2 separate regions of the Xenopus tropicalis genome follow, and region 1 is linked to region 2. Evidence: chromatin contacts called from public Hi-C data. All regions are on one chromosome and are shown on one strand. The core of a region is the stretch at or near the end of the contact, and the rest is flanking DNA. Distances in the headings are between cores, read along the strand shown. Region 1 overlaps abi1 (abl interactor 1). Region 2 holds the start of acbd5 (acyl-CoA binding domain containing 5).

What was found. Hi-C and Micro-C count contacts between places; a contact is called where the count stands out from the background.
Region 1: a Hi-C map of neurula embryo shows a contact between it and region 2, with 1.8 times the contacts expected there. The contact joins the enhancer-like site here to the promoter of acbd5 in region 2. A contact is called at or near these places in 3 of 5 Hi-C or Micro-C datasets (brain, neurula embryo and tailbud embryo).

The regions. Positions count from the first base shown.
Region 1 is chr6:24,998,342-25,002,838 of UCB_Xtro_10.0, reverse strand. It overlaps abi1 (abl interactor 1), which reads right to left. Exons shown (of 10, transcript NM_001007487.1): 8 at 2,571-2,657. Among named protein-coding and RNA genes, the nearest start is that of pdss1, 24 kb to the left of the region's middle. Within about 2 kb of position 2,623, at least 3 of the 11 cell types and tissues checked have an H3K27ac peak or open chromatin away from gene starts, as enhancers often do. A contact at or near this core is called in neurula embryo, where this site is marked.
Region 2 is chr6:24,946,409-24,951,121 of UCB_Xtro_10.0, reverse strand. acbd5 (acyl-CoA binding domain containing 5) reads left to right here and starts at 1,711. Exons shown (of 13, transcript NM_001008179.1): 1 at 1,711-1,850; 2 at 4,109-4,235. The coding sequence starts at 4,160.

The DNA.
Region 1 (4,497 bases), core at 1,374-3,873, 51 kb before region 2:
GTCTGCACAATGACTATATATTAAAAAACTTATTAATTGCAGTACCACCTTAGTATATATTCTTTTTATAGTGTGCAGGGTTTTTTGTGGGTTTCTACAGCTGTTTGAGGTGTGAATAGGTGAACAATGTGAGTGATTACAGTCTGAGCCTGAGGTGTGAACAAGCAGAGGGTGAACAACGTAGGCATTTAAAGGTGTGAACAACACAGGGGATTACATATTTAAACAATGCAGAGGGATTACAGCCTGAATCTGAGGTGTGAACAATGCAGGGGGCCAAGTAATCACAGTACTGATACCATTTAAATTTTACACAAAGGTAATCTATCAAAGCATTCAGACAGGTAGGGGGCCACACAGATGGGGGTCGCGGGCCGCCAGTTGGACAGCACTGTCCTAGGGTAATACAGACTTCAAGATGAAGGGGTTAAAACTATTCCCATCCACAAAAAGAGGGTACAGACACATGCATTAGAGGATTCATGCATCAGCCACAGTACACAAGCATCTTCTCATGCCTCAAAGCTTTAGCACGCATTTTAATGTTATCCATTGGGCATATATACATATATACACACTATATACCCTGCAGCAATGCCAGCATCTTGGTAATGCCAAAGCCCCACTCCTACGGCTAAACCATTTGACAGCTCCCCGGCAACTACATACACAAGAAGTAGTGTACATTCTTCTATACCCTATTTATGTTAAAGGGGTTCTTCACCTTTGAGTTAACTTTTAGTATAATGTACAGAGTGCTGTTCTGAGACAATTTGCATTGGTCTTCATTTTGAATTAGTAGTTTTTTTTTTGTTTTTTTTTTAAATGATTTTACTTTTTGTTAGATACAAGGTCAAATAAGGTTAAATTATAAAAATGATATGGCTAGCAATGCTGTACTTTATTCCCAGAACTTACTGTACCAGCCCAGAGGTTTGGCAGTCCTATAACAGTAATGATCCAGCCCTTCACAGAAGTTGCATATCATTGATCTGGTTAGCCAACTTTTGAATGTCAGTGACACTGCCCATGCTCAGTGTGCTTTTGGACTGCTCTTAAGAAGCTAAACTTAGGAATTGTTGTAAATGAAGCCTTTTTTTTTTTTTTTCTTTTTTTTTTTAAACCTTCTGTTAATTATATATTGAATATATGCTGTATATTGTGAGTCAGTCCCTAAGCTTAGGTAAGTGACAGTAGCACAGGGCAGAAAAGAAGATAGGGAGCTGTACTGTCACTGTAGTGTATGTCCAGCAGATGGCATTGTAATAGCTCTACATTATGGCTCTATTATACAGCAAAAGTGTAAATCAGGGGTGCCCAGACTTTTTCCCCCCGACGATCGACTTTTGAGTCATCCCCATGTACGTACGCACGCACGCATTCCCAATAAATGCGCCGCGCTACCACATTTCCCGGTTTCGACGCGGTCCACCAGAAATCCATGGGGGATCGACAGGTGGACAACGATCGACCTTTTGGCCACCCCTGGTGTAAATCATGGGAATACTGTAGCACGGTGTAGATACACTCAACAGATTTCTCCAGCGCTGGAAGCTGTGCATATCCTAGGTCTGAGGCACCACAAAGAATTTGAGAACTGTTGCTCATTCAAAAGGCAGACAAATATTAGCAGACAGATAACCAGAAACAGAGGTACAGGACTAAATATACAGTGGGACACACACAGACACACAGTTCCATGTCTCTCCCTTCCTGACGAGCACAGGGGCCAAAAAGTGAGGCCTCTATGCCAGAGTTTTTACTCCTAACCTCTGGATATGCCCATTTAAAGGCTTTGCTATTGTACCAAAGTGCTTTACACGTTTATCTGTAAGACATGACTGTTTTAATATAATTAGGCCCAAGAACATGTTCCATATTGGGTAACTGACCTATCACTTAACACCCAGTACGGCTCGAAACATATTACTTAGAGATTATTGCCACTACAGATATACTGGGGATAGGCTGCTGGGTAAGGGATTCCCACTTACTGCTTCCTGTGGAGTGTCAGCTATGGGGGAGAGAAAGGAAGTATATCTCACTATTTCCTGCAAAAAGAGGGCTCCACATTTGTATTGCTTCCTACTGAATATTAGCAGGAGAGGCGAAAAATTTATCCTCAGGTTTTGTTGTTAATAAACCACAAAAACCTGAGGGGGGGGGGGAAAGTCATAAGTCAAAATACTGCAGGGTGCAGAAAAGGGAAAAAAAAGGGATTTCGAGAAATCCTAATCTATACTGAGCATCCCAAAATGTCGTCCTCTATATAAGAAGCATTTGCACTTACCTGACCAGTAACTGAGATATGCCCTAAAACTCACAAGGAACATGCAGTTGCATAGTATTTCTTGCGGCTATGAGTACCCTGCTTTTTATAATAGCTGGCATACACACATAGAACATGCACTGAGTACTGTAAATGTACCACCTTTTGTTTAGGAGAACGATCTAGCGCCAATCACCACCACCCCCCCAAACCCACTGGCTAAGCGCCCCTTGGCAGCCATCTTGCTAGCCATGCAGACAGAGTGAGGCTTGGTGATCCTCAGCAGTGTGAAAGGACTTACTGTTTTCCTGCACCCTGGCCACGAAGCCTGTGAGAGGGATCTGTGGAGTCAATTGAGGCATGGGGGGAGGGGGAGAAGCGATAGAAACTGGAAGCAGCAACACCACATTGCAGAGGTAACAGGAAAAGAAAGACAACAAGCGGCAGTCAGTTACAGGGACCAAAAGCAGAACAGTTACAACATGTGTGTCAATCGCAAAACAAAAACTGTAGTACCGTGTTAGCCAGTAGCAAAAATAATCAATAAAAAACACAAATACAAAAGTAATTCATTTGTATTTTGCCTGACGAAGGGGCCTCGGAGCTCTGAAAGCTTGCAATGTATCTTTATTGTTAGCCAATATAGGTGTCATTTCTACAATACTTCTGTATTTGTTTTTTTTTCTATTTATTATTTTAACGTGTGTCAATAAAAGAAAAAAAAAAAAAAAAATCAAAACACCAGTACGAGACTTAACCGGTTGGGACCAGACTGCCTCCATTTTGGATCATTTCAATATAATTATTGGTAAGCTTTACTTTGAAAAACTGCCATTTGAAGTACAGGTATGGGATCCCTTATCCGGAAAACCGTTATCCAGAAAGTTCCAAATTACAGAAGGGTCATCTCCCATAGACACCTTTATAAGCAAATAATTCTAATTTTTAAAAATGATTTCCTTTTCTCTGTAATAAAACAGTACCTTGTACTTGATCCCAAGAACACTCTTATTGGGTTTATTCAATATTTGACTGATTTTTTTCAGACTTAAGTTATGGAGATCCAAATTACGGAAAGATCTCTTATCCGGAAAACCTCAGGTCCTGAGCATTCTGGATAACAGGTCCCATACCTGTTCTAAAGTCCATCCCTCTGGCTCTTGTGAGGCACTGCTTACACACAAACCAAGGGCACACATTCATGCTAGTACAGCAGCCAGTGTATGGACATTGTTTGGAGTTGTATTTTATTTTTTTAATCCCACACATCTTCCTGTAACATCTAGAAGCTGCGTTATTTCCTGTCAGCTGATCACACAAGGTGGCTCAAAGTAAAAGATGCAACTGGGTAATATCAACTTCTAATTATAAAGCAGCTGAATAAATTTGTATGGCTGGACACTTAATAGCATATAAATGATCTAATATGGTTCAGAACTTCTAGTTCTCCTTTAATGCATGGCAATTCTAGTTATCTCAGTAGATCTGCAAATGTCCATTCAAGCCATATTGTCATTTCATCATAAAATCTGCATTCAAAAAACAAAGGAGGCAGACAGGTCTTGTGGTGCGTAAGGCCAGAAACTGCTGTGACCATCCCTTTAAAGGGCGACCAACAAAAAAAATGGTTCCATTTACTTTATACAAATGCCTGGAGATTTAGGCTTTGGGGCTGTAAGCAGGGTGGAACTTGTTGCCGCCATATAAAATAATCAAACACCAGAAGATAATTATATATACACCCCTTGATGGTCTGTCAGACCCACAACAACCATTTTATGTATATGGAGCCATTTTATTTGTATTAATGGACCTTTAAGGGTAAACTTTTATTTATAACATGCAACGTGTAGTACCAACAGACTTAGATGCAGTGATTTACACACCCATTTAAACAGACAATTGTGTGAGCATTTCATAACAGTGCAAAATAACTACTTTATTGAAGGCCAAGGCTACTGTAAGTAGTATAATGCAGCCAGTGTACTGTAATACAATTTGCAGTTGGTCTTTTTAATGTGAATACAATAAGTTTGTTTTACAGTTCTCCAGTGAACACTATGCAATTACTTGTGTCACTGACTGAAGGGGGGAAAACATACATTTTACACACATTTATATATCTTTGAGAAAAAAAAAAGTCAACTGCAAAGTTGCTTAGATTACCTACATCTTCTATATACTAAAAGTAATGTGAGAAAAAAAAACTTCATGAAACTATGCTTAAT
Region 2 (4,713 bases), core at 462-2,961:
AGTTTATATAGTTTAAGTACCGTTTTTTTTGCTCAACTAACATGATAGAAAAGAATTTGGAATTATTTTTTGGGGTGACAGCTACTCTTTAAAGGTTCTACATGGACAGATGTAAGCTGCAGATTCGGGTCCTACACACCAGCTGGGCAACTTATCTGCCGTGTATGGGGACCCCCGATGGGCCTACCCAAGTTATAGCTGGCCTAAAATTGGGCAGATGTCGATTGGGGAGGTTTGACTTTCCTGTCGGATCAGGCAGGTTTGTAGTCTCTCTAATGGGTCCTATTCTCATGACTGTAATTTAATTGTTTGGCCAGCTTTAGAGAGCCTAAAATTACCATAGATTTGATGCTTCTGTCCATGTTGCAGCAGCATGCTAGCCCATCCATACATCACAGAACATGAGATTAATTCTCCCATCCCCCATTAATCCTTTACTAGGCACTGTGTGCAAGGTGGGATTTATATTAAGCATAAGAAGGTGCTTTAGAAGTTTGCAACCAGAGACAATCTAGTTACAGCACAAGAATCCCAAATTCAGTGTTATTCCCAGCTCTCTTCAGACCGGGGCTGGGGGGGGGGGATATAAGTATTCCCATGAAGGCACCAAAATAATAGGGGGAAGTTGACAGTTCTGTTGAAACCCAAATTGTAAAATAAATATGCATATAATAAACCATATCCTTTATTTCATACGCCCAAACATGCTTTTTATCCACCTAGACACCATCTACTCCAAGCCCCTTTTGTGGCCAATTAATCTAGACCATCTAGTCCAGGGATCCCCAACCTTTTTTACCCGTGAGCAACATCCATATGTAAAAAGATTTGGAGAGCAACACAACCATAAAATATGTTCCTGGGGGTACCAATAATACCCGTTATTGGCTATTTGGTAGCCCCTATATGGACTGACAGCCTACATGAGGCTCTGTTTGGCGGTACACCTGTTTTTTTATGCAACCAAAACTTGCCCAAAAGTCAGGAATTCAAAAATAACTCCCTGGTTTGAGGCCACTGAGAGCAACATCCAAGGGGTTGCTCACGAGCCACTGGTTGGGGATCACTGATCTAGTCTGTCAAAGGCTCATAAATCACCAGGTTGTGCCACAGACTGCCAGGCCTGCCCAGCAGCACTGGTGGTTGACAGCATCAGTGGCCATCTGCACTGCTGACACCCACCACCTTTTGCAGGATTTGAGTTAATCTTAAACATTCAGCCTGTCAAGCAAGTTTACACCAAGTTTTTATGTTCACCCTCTTGCCAGCTAACATTTCAGATATGGTGAAAAATATAAAAGAAGTAAGGTAGTATTGGAATATCTTTTTATTTCTTGTGGGGAAGGGGAAATCCAAGGGCTTTACACGGAAATATTTTCCAGGGCTACATAAATTAACCAAATAATGGCGGCAGCCGGAATTCCTGGGATTCTAATTCAAGCAGGAACGATTCCGTGCCAACCCCTCGCTCTAATCTCGGATAATGAGGCGGTTTTAGTCAGATTAATTCTAGAACCAATCACTGATTGCGCTTTCTGATACGAGGGCGAAACCGAGGCTGTACGTAACATGACGCGTTTACGTGAGAACACAGGACCTTGTGCGCTACAATTCCCAGCGGGCGGTGCTATTGGTAGTGGGGGAGTCACGTGATGCGGCGAGGTTGTTGTGACAGGAACTTGGAGGCTGGTCATTAGTGGCTATGTAAGAGTGATGGCTCCTGGGCTGCTGCAGGTGGAATGAGAGGTGACCGAGCCCTTCCCGCACTCCTTACTCTGTGACCCGCACGAATAACCCCTGACTTCTGAGTGCCTGGGACTCCCCTAACCATGGCAGACTGGCGGCGCAGGGTAAAGAGCAAATGTCAGGCTGCTGAAGAGATTAGTCGCCCAATGGCTCTAAGCTAGGGCAGTAGGGGGATGCAAGCGGCGGCCCTTATCAACTGCAACTTTTGGCATAATCAAGGGGAATGGGAGGTATAGTACAGGAACAAGTTAGCGTCCCACTACTGCAGTCTGTCATGTGCGAAAACCTGTAGTTAGTCTTGAACTACAATACCCAGCATGCATTGCCAGCCCAAGGCTGAAGGGTACCTACGTGTTTATTGCCATATATGTAGTATCCTTTGTAATTAGGGTTTTGGTTTTTTTTTTGCCAATTGATTCTTAGAGCACCAAAGTAACCCCTTGATGTATTTTCCCTTTCATTGTTCATTGTGCATTTAGGGATTATCATTCCTGCTGAATCAGTTGTTTATCCATTTTTGTTCTTTATGTCTGCCTTTTACGGGCCAAGACACACAGAGCTACTTAAGGTGCCCATACACTATAAGATCCGCTTGCTTGGCGATGTTGCCAAGCGAGCAGATCTTCACCCGATATCCCCACCTACGGGTGGGCGATATCGGGTAGCAACTAACTTAAAAAAATAATAATCCAATCGTTTGGCCCTGGGGTTTGTGGTTATGGGGCAGTCGGTTCGGGGACCGCATCAACGAGCCGATGCGGTCCCCGATCCGACTGGATTTTCTAACCTGGCCGATCGAGATCTGGCCAATTTCAGGCCAGATATCGGTCGGTCAGGCCGCTCTGTTCTACCCCTACACGGGCCGATTAGCTGCCGAATCGGTCCAAGGGACCCATATCGGCAGCTATAGTCGGCCCGTGTATGGGGACCTTTAGTAGCAGCCACTTGAGACCAGAACATACTCTGCCATAGACAATACTGAGAATTCCCTCTATTAAAACACACATAGGGACAATTATTATAATGTAGCTGTGACAAGTAGCTGCTACTTGTAGCTCCGAGTGTCTTCACCCTTAACCAGTGAAGCAGACATCCACTCCTCCTCCAGGTCTGGAAGACAATGACTTTTGCTACGTTGTTTTGGGAATCAGAACTTGGAGTACAGAGAATATAAACAATCAGATATACTTTTTTTCAATGCCAATTGTTGATAATTTTAATTTACCAGAACCTTGTTATAGAACAAGACCCTGAGAAGGTTCTCAGCATAACTGAGTCTTGTGGAAGCTTTCAGCAACATTGAACAATAACTGAAATGTGTCACAAACAGCTTCAAGTGAGACCCTGCAAGCCTTAGCCTTTTATAAATCATAGTATGCCTTATCTCAAAAGTATGTAACACCCCTTTTACAACTTTTTGTGTACTCTGTGGTTATAGCTGTGCAAATAGCAAAGTGCACGTAGGGGCTTAGCTAGTCAGCACTATCACGTCAAGCCCTTGTGATTTTATAAGATGGCATATTAGACTTATATTTTATACTCCACATATATAGCATATTTATATACCTTTATCTCCTATCTCACCTGCTTTGGGTTGTCTTTATAGGGGACACTGGGGGATTTTATGTGTCCTTTTATACAGAACTTACCCGTCATAAGTGAGTGTCTCAACACAATTACATTTACACATAAAACCATAAAAAACGTAAGTTTTATTACTGTTCTACCAGGGTGACTGTACTGATCATGCATATCACCCTGGTCTTAAGGGCCCAGCAACACTGTTGAATTAAGCTCTTTACATTGAATCCCATAACTGTGTGTGTGGCTGTCATAGGGTATCAAAAAAATGTCCCATTTATTTAGATAGCCTTTGGCATTTTGCTTCTGTTATCTTTTAAATACATGAATCTTTTAAATACATGATCGTGAAACTTGTGCTGCTTTACTGCCACATTATATTCTACTGTATTTCTAGGTGACCCAGTTATTAGTGATGCACCAAATCCAGGATTCAATTCTGGGCTCGGTCATATCCAAGTCTTTTTTCACCAGGATTCAGCTGAACCCAAGAGCCTGGCTGAACCAAACCCAAAACTTAAATATTAGGGGAATTGCAGTCGCACATTTTAAAAAAGTTGCTAACTATTGCACAGGTTTTTTCCTCTGTACCAGATGCTAATTTGCATATGCAAATTAGGGCCCGGCTTTGGTTCAGGATTCAGCTGAATCCTCTGTTAAAAATGTAAGATTTGGCCCAATATCAAAAATAAGGATTCCACACATCCATACCATTTACCAAGATACACATCAGAAATGTAGCCATGTATGGATCTCTGTCCTAACAGTTGGTTCTCTTTAGTTTAAGCTTTGTTGGTAGAAGCATTGTTTTGACCCTTTCAAAAACGACAACATGGCGGACACCAAACCTCTTCACCAGACACGATTTGAAGCAGCAGTCAGCGTGATACAGAGTTTGCCCAAAAATGGTAAGTGCCATATTGTTTTCTTGTAATTGTGATGTTTAAAACCCCAACTCAGTTGGTATCTGTAATTAAAGGCTGTTTCAAGGTGAATGAAAGGGATGTGCCATCTTTTTGTCTGTCCCAGCAATCATTTGTGGTAGGTCTGGGCTGTGTGCATGTGTAGTATAGTAAAATCGGGCATAAAAAGCCAACATTTTGCTCTGCTGCACATGTGCATAGCTGAGAACCGCAGCTAAGATCCTGAGGACAGAAGGAAACTGGTTGGGAGATACTCACTAGAGAAGGACCCTGGGGCTGAGCTTTTTCCAGTAAAGAGGAATGCTGGCCTAGGGTAAGCAATTAAAATCACTGGGGGTGCCTAATAAATGGGAACCCACCCAGTGATTAACCCTTTTGTTCTCATTTAATTAAAGGAGAAAGAAAGGCAAAGTCACTTGGGGGTGCCAAAATGTTAGGCACCCCCAAGTGACTTAAATCGCCT